Regions from separate parts of the Zea mays genome. Here region 2 is linked to region 1. Evidence: chromatin contacts called from public Hi-C data. All regions are on one chromosome and are shown on one strand. Each heading gives the region's core, a stretch centred on a gene start, on an enhancer-like site or on the middle of the called end of the contact. The rest is flanking DNA. Distances are from core to core; before and after follow the strand shown.

Region 1 (3,405 bases), core at 343-2,842:
TTGTAGCAGATTGTGATGATATAGCATCGTGAGAATAACTGACAGTCAAAATACGCCCGTAAAAGACTTCTCCAAACGATTGTCTTTACAAGTAACTAACTAAAGGTGATGGTATGCAAAGACTTGTAAACCAGCACATGGATATGGGTTAGGTGCCGGATCGACCGTGTAGGCTACTTAATTAATAACCTTTCAATTATCTTGCCAACGACTGATATGGGTTAGTCACTTCAATTCTACATTAGTGACTGTAGCCAAATACGTACTTGTAGGCTACTTAATTAATAACCTTTCAATTATCTTGCCAACGACTGAAACCAGCCCTGCAGTGTCATGCTGGTCCCCTGCAAATGTTACAATGGGATCGACCGTGTTTAGAGATGGCCAAACGGGCCACCTGGCTCGGCACGGGTCCGGTGAAGCCCGGTCCGTTTTGGGTTGGGTCTGACCCGTCAAACACGTTAGAAAACCGGACCGGGCCATCTAAGCCTGCGGGCTTGTTTCCCTGTCCGAGCCCGCTCACAGCGGGCCTAAACGACCCGGTAAGCACGGAAAAAGCGGACCAAAAAAGTGGGCTAAACGGACCGGTAAGCACGGTTTAGTGCAAAAAACGGGTTTGACGGGTTTAGAGGTAAACGGGTCGTGCCGGGCTAGCCCACCGTGCATAATTTCTTGTCCAGGCCCGGCCCGCTTATTCGTGCCGGCCCGGACCCGTATAAAAGCGGGTCAGACCGGGCCAAAAAAAGTGCTTCGGGCTAGAGGCTTTCGTGCTACGTGCTTTCTGTACATCTATAACCGTGTTAGGATGTGTTGTGATAAAGTTGAAACCGAACGGGTGGGGGTGTGATGCTGAGCTCATAGAGGATCTTGAGTTGTGAGGCCTCAAACCCATGTTTACTGAACTAAGGACGGTGCCAGAATAGTTCTACTATAAAAGGAACCGAGCTAGTATAAAGTGAGATGACTCATGCATATTTAGAACTTGTTCGGTTGCGTGTAGATCAAAGAATTATCCTCTTTAATCCCTTTAATCTAGATGCAACCGAACAAGATGAGAGGTATGCATGTTTCCTGTCTCATCCCAAACACATTGGGTTGAATCCTGAATGAACCGCATGATTGCAGCTCTCCCGGCAGCTCGCCGCAGCATCATCAGGAAAGCGGCCGTTAGGAGAAACGCAGACGCCTACGCTACGACGAGCATGATTCACATGATCACACCTTAACTTCTCAAGGGCAAAAGGCCTATATGAGCATGATGCTCCCTGTCCCCCTTTTCTATACATTTCCTTATAGCTCATGGCTTTGCAGTCCGCGCCGCCATCATCAGACCTCCGTTCCATCTGTGACTGTGATCCATGGCCGTGGCTAGGCTAGCCGTAGCATTTTTGCCAGCGAGAGCCTTTTGAATTGAGCTATAGCTGCGGCCCATGGGCGTGGGCATCAGATTTGGGACTGGCTTTCTGCACGCACTCCCACACCACACACACACCGGCCACTGTCTAAAAGGCACTAGTGCTACAAATAAGCTGCACTGTCCTCTGCCCTGACGCCCACGTAAACATATTTGGCGTGCATCCCTTCGCAGTGTTTGCTTGCTGTGCTGACTTCATTGGAGAGAGAGACAGTGAAGAGTAGAGGAGAGAGAGAGAGAGAGAGAGAGAGAGAGAGAGAGAGAGAGAGAGAGAGAGAGAGAGAGAAAATGGGCGTGGCGACGGTGACAGAGCTGAAGCAGAGCATCTCCGGGAAGAGGACATTCCGGCCGAGCCTCATCAGCCGCCACGCCAATGAGTGGTAACTCACTCGCGTTCCTGCTTCGTTCCTCGGATCCTGTGCTCCTCTCCTGAACTCGACTCTGCGTTCTGCCAGGCCTCCGACCGACGTCTCCAGCGACCTCACCGTCGAGGTCGGCACCTCCAGCTTCGCACTCCACAAGGTGAGAGCTGAGAGCTCCTTGCCCTTCCACAAGAAAACGAAAAAAAAAAAGAAAGAAGATTAAAACGATGTGCTAACGCCGGCGGCATAGCTGTTCGCGCAGTTCCCGCTGGTCTCCCGGAGCGGCAAGATCCGGCGCCTCGTCGCGGAGGCCAAGGACGCCAAGCTGGCGCGGCTCAGCCTGCACGGCACCCCGGGGGGCGCGCCGGCGTTCGAGCTCGCCGCCAAGTTCTGCTACGGCGTCCACGTGGACGTCACGGTCGCCAACGTCGCCATGCTGCGCTGCGCCGCGCACTACCTGCAGATCACCGACGACTTCTCCGACAAGAGCCTGGAGCTCCGCGCCGAGGCCTTCCTCCGCGACGCGGTGCTCCCCAGCATCGCCAGCTCCGTCGCCGTGCTCCGCAGCTGCGAGGCGCTGCTCCCGGCCGCCGAGGACGTCGGCCTCGTGCCCCGCCTCATCGCCGCCGTCGCCACCAACGTGTGCAAGGAGCAGCTCACCTCGGGGCTGTCCAAGCTGGACCAGTGCGCGCAGCTCAAGCCCGCGGCGGCGTTCGCCGACCTCGACCCGCCGGCCGACTGGTGGGGCAAGTCCGTGGCCGCGCTCGGCCTCGACTTCTTCCAGCGGCTGCTCTCCGCGGTCAAGGCCAAGGGGCTCAAGCAGGAGACGGTCACCAGGATCCTCATCAACTACGCGCAGAACGCGCTGCACGGGCTCATGGCCAGGGACGTGCACAGATGCGGCGGCGCGGACGCCGACGCCGTCAAGAAGCAGCGCGCCGTCGTGGAGGCCATCGTGGGCCTTCTCCCGGCGCAGTCCAGGAAGAGCCCCGTGCCCATGGCCTTCCTCTCGGGGCTCCTCAAGACGTCGATGGCGGTGTCCGCGTCCAGCATCTGCAGGGCCGACCTGGAGAAGCGGATCGGCATGCAGATGGACCAGGCCATCCTGGAGGACATCCTCATCGCCGCGGGCGCCGCCGTGGGCGCGCCGGCCGGTCAGCAGCACGCGCTGTACGACACGGACGTGGTGGCGCGCATCTTCTCGGTGTTCCTCAACCTCGACGACGACCATAACGAGGAGGACGACGGGTTCGACTACGACAGCCCGCGCTCGCCGAAGCAGAGCCTCCTGGTGAAGGCCGCCAAGCTGCTGGACAGCTACCTCGCGGAGGTGGCGCTCGACTCTAACATCCTCCCGTCCAAGTTCATCTCCCTCGCCGAGCTGCTCCCGGACCACGCTCGCGTCGTCACCGATGGCCTCTACCGCGCCGTCGACATCTTCCTCAAGGTCAAGACACGCGACATCTACCGCACCGCACCAATTCAGCCTGTTCTAATTTGCTTGGCTAGCCAGAACCAAAAGCCACCTAGCTTAACGTGCTTGCCGATCGATCTGTATATCTGTCTGCGTGCATGCAGGTGCACCCCAACATCAAGGAGGCGGAGCGGTACCGGCTGTGCAAGGCGATC
Region 2 (3,405 bases), core at 249-2,748, 610 kb after region 1:
AAATCTTCTTAATCATGTGTCATTGGCACATGAATCACTGACATGCCAAAAAAATTGCCATCCACCACCAAATAGTGGCAAATAGTTATTTTTTTCCATCGGTTTAAGGTTGGGATCAGGGTTGGATTAGAGTTGGGATTGGGATGCAAAGGGAAAAAAGGTGTAAGGCTACCTCCCGCACTCTTTCTTATCATATATATCTCTTATTTCAATTTTTTACTTCATAAACAGTGCAGTCTACCAGGCAAAAATTAATGTTCTACGTATGCACGATCTACTGCAAATAGCCTAACACCTAGGCCACTACAAACCAAGAATATCACTAGTCTCTTTCATGATAAATTAGAGTACAAAAATCCGATAGCATAAATCTATAAAAAGAGTAAAATACGGAAGCAACGAAGAAAACTATAATGAAAAGGGGGTTTCACCTCAATTAATAATATTAAACGACTACGGGTACTAGTGGTTGTTAATTCTAGTTTTATTACAACAAAGCAAAAATATTATTACTATCGTCAAGTGTAGAATTAATAGTGAAGATGTGTTGCTAATGCTCTATCCTAGGTTAAGAGGTAACATGGACATATGGTGCATACCAAACTCCACTATGCTCGGCTAAAAACTTTGCAACATGTGTGTGAGCATGTCTCGTATTTGGTGCACATGTTCGGTGCACCACCAGATACGTCCGGTACACATAAAAGATGCATAAAGAGCGCTTTCTTGTTTTTTCCCTCAAGCATGCTAACTCTCCAATGTTTTTCAAAAAAAAATAGAGCACATTTAACATTTTACAAAGTATTTTTAATAATCATTTCATTTCCTATGTATACACATAATTTTAACACCTATTGGCACTAGATGACCATGCTATCTAAGGGCTTGTTTGGGACAAAGGGTAATGAAGGGGATTGAGGGGGCTATAATCCCTCACTATTCAAAATTAAGTAGTAGGGGGTTCTAGCCCCCTTAATCCACTCCATTACCTTTGATCCCAAACAAGCCCTAAAGCTCCATAGTATGTTCATCTAACCTAAATTTAATCATACACTCTATTGTGTTTTGACCAACAAAGCAAAATTCCATGGCTGTACCGTTGCCTTAAACCCTTTTATTTTGCTTTTTTTCCTTCCCCTTTACATTTGAGCACTTAATTGTTATTTGTGGCCTTCACTATTCTTTCTATGGTTGCTATTCGGTGATCAATCTTAAATTTGGAGTAACCAAACTCATTCACAGTACTATAGGCCCAAAGTGTTGACTACCTGGGCGGCAGCCCGGCGGCTAACCGTAGCTCCGCTGTACAGCTGCTAGTCCTAAACTCCTAGCAGCTAGCATTGCAGTTGAACCCATTTTATTTGAAAAAAAAGAATAGAACTAATTTGAACCGATTGGCCCAGGTGTCAGAGAGCCCATGTATACCTTTTGGCCCATTCCTTCCTCATTCGGCTATAAGATGAGCACCTCGGCTGCCGTTACCGCCTTCCTCCCATAACAAAGCCACGTTAGCCGAGAGCTCCTCTGCTCCTCTCGTGTCTGGCCGAACAGGCAGAGCGACCAGTCTCCAGAGCGCTCCCCATGGCGTCAGGAGCTGCGGCGGCCCCTGTCGTTCAGGTGAGCGTCCATGGCTTTTTCACCTGCCGCCGAGTACTCGAATGCTCTTCGATCCCATACCATCATATGAGCTGCCAATTTGGTTGCTAGGTCGTCGTAAATGCTAACCCCCCCTTGATTCTTCCGTTATCTCCAGACTGTGGTGCTGAAGGTTGCCATCCACTGCCATGGCTGCAAGAAGAAGGTCCGGAAGGTGCTCAGGGGCATCGAAGGTGCGTGCCTAGCCGTCTAGAAACACATGCCTCTTGCGAGTCAGCAGGTTCCTGCATACATTTTTGGCTGAACCGAGCGGGGTGGTTCTGGTGATTGTTTTCAGGCGTGCAGGACGTGACGGTGGACGCCTCGCAGCACAAGGTGACTGTGACGGGCACCGTGGACGCCGACACGCTCATCAAGAGGCTGTACAAGTCCGGCAAGAAGGGAGTGCCCTGGCAGTGTCACCCGCCCGCCAAGAACAGCGAGCCCGCGCCGGAGGCCCCGCCGGCTCCGCAGCCTGCCGGCGACGGCGGCAAGGATGCTGCTGCTGCTGCTGCTGTGGCCGCGGCGGACAAGAAGTCGGAGGAGGCGGTGAAGGAGCCGCAGGGCGAGAGCTCCGAGGAGGAGAAGAAGAAGCCGGAGCAGGAGGACGGGGCCGCAGAGAAGAAGCAGCCCGAAGCAGAGTCGTCAAAGGAGGTGGAGAAAGTGGAGGCGAAGACGGACGGCGGTGACAGCGAGGGAGCTGAGACGAAGCAGGCCAAGGGCGCAGCAGAGCCGGCAAAGGAAGCCCCTGCCGCTGCCGGCGCTGCCAATGACGAGGACGAGGCAAAGAAGAGCGACAAGGCCAAGGACGCCGGCACGGCGGAGCCTGCCGCCGTGACGACGGAGAGGTCCCTTCCTTTGGCGCCGGCGCCAAAGCACGCGTACGAGCATGAGTACCGGCCGCCCTACTACGTCGCGCCCGCGCAGCCGGTGCTGAGCTACCACGCGGCGCAGCGCAGCTCGAGCGTGTCGCACTTCGCGCCGCAGGCGCAGCCGGCGTACTCCACGCAACAGGCGCACCCGCATCAAGCGTACTACTCCGCGCAGCCGCAGCCGGGGAAGCAGTGGTCGCCGTCGTACCTGTACATGCCGTACCCGCACGCCGCGGCGCCGGAGCCTTACTACCAGCAGGACTACTACGGCCCGCCCGGGATGCACGCGTCGCCTATGCACGACTCGTCGTACCGCATCTTCGACGACGAGAACCCCAACTCCTGCAGCGTCATGTGAGAGGAGAGCGGATCGGCGCGGCCCGGGCCGCCGTGGCCAGCAGCAGCAGCAGCAGCAGGTAGTTGGGGGGAGGCGGCGCCGCTAGCTACCGCAATAGAGAACCCTCTCTCTCTCTGTGGTTGTAAGTAGAGTAGCCTGTTGCTGGCCTCTTCCACTTAGTATAGAGGTCAAACCTCTCTCCATGCACGACAGAGCTTTTTCTTCGTTTCCTTTTAATATCTTTTTTACTGTTTCTAATGATAATGAGATACGCACGCGCGTTTACCTGTAGTGATGTTCACCGCGTCTACGCCCGCCGGCTACTTCAAGAAATTTTGTACTATGGGCTAGGACAAATAGATATACGTATATGGCTAGCTAGTAGTTTTCTCTGTCTAGAGAAAGGCAAATGCGTATTTTGTATCTCCTTATTAGTATATATTACTCCTGCCTGACCGAATATCCTTCCACTTCTACTCGTCAGTTGAAACATCAGTGATCACTGATCAGTCTTCGACCTGCCATTTGGTTTTTTTAAAACAACTTAGAAAATTGGGTCTT

The links. Hi-C and Micro-C count contacts between places; a contact is called where the count stands out from the background.
Region 2: a contact with region 1 is called in a Hi-C map of ear, with 1.7 times the contacts expected there. The contact joins the promoter of LOC100280024 here to the promoter of LOC103639140 in region 1. A contact is called at or near these places in 2 of 25 Hi-C or Micro-C datasets (ear and tassel).

What each region holds. Positions count from the first base shown.
Region 1 is chr9:135,317,802-135,321,206 of Zm-B73-REFERENCE-NAM-5.0, forward strand. It overlaps LOC103639140 (putative phototropic-responsive NPH3 family protein), which reads left to right and starts at 1,593. Exons shown (of 4, transcript NM_001323421.1): 1 at 1,593-1,794; 2 at 1,870-1,936; 3 at 2,039-3,223; 4 at 3,355-3,405. The coding sequence starts at 1,703.
Region 2 is chr9:135,927,936-135,931,340 of Zm-B73-REFERENCE-NAM-5.0, forward strand. It overlaps LOC100280024, which reads left to right and starts at 1,499. Exons shown (of 3, transcript NM_001152969.1): 1 at 1,499-1,617; 2 at 1,754-1,829; 3 at 1,934-3,135. The coding sequence starts at 1,582. The coding sequence ends at 2,865.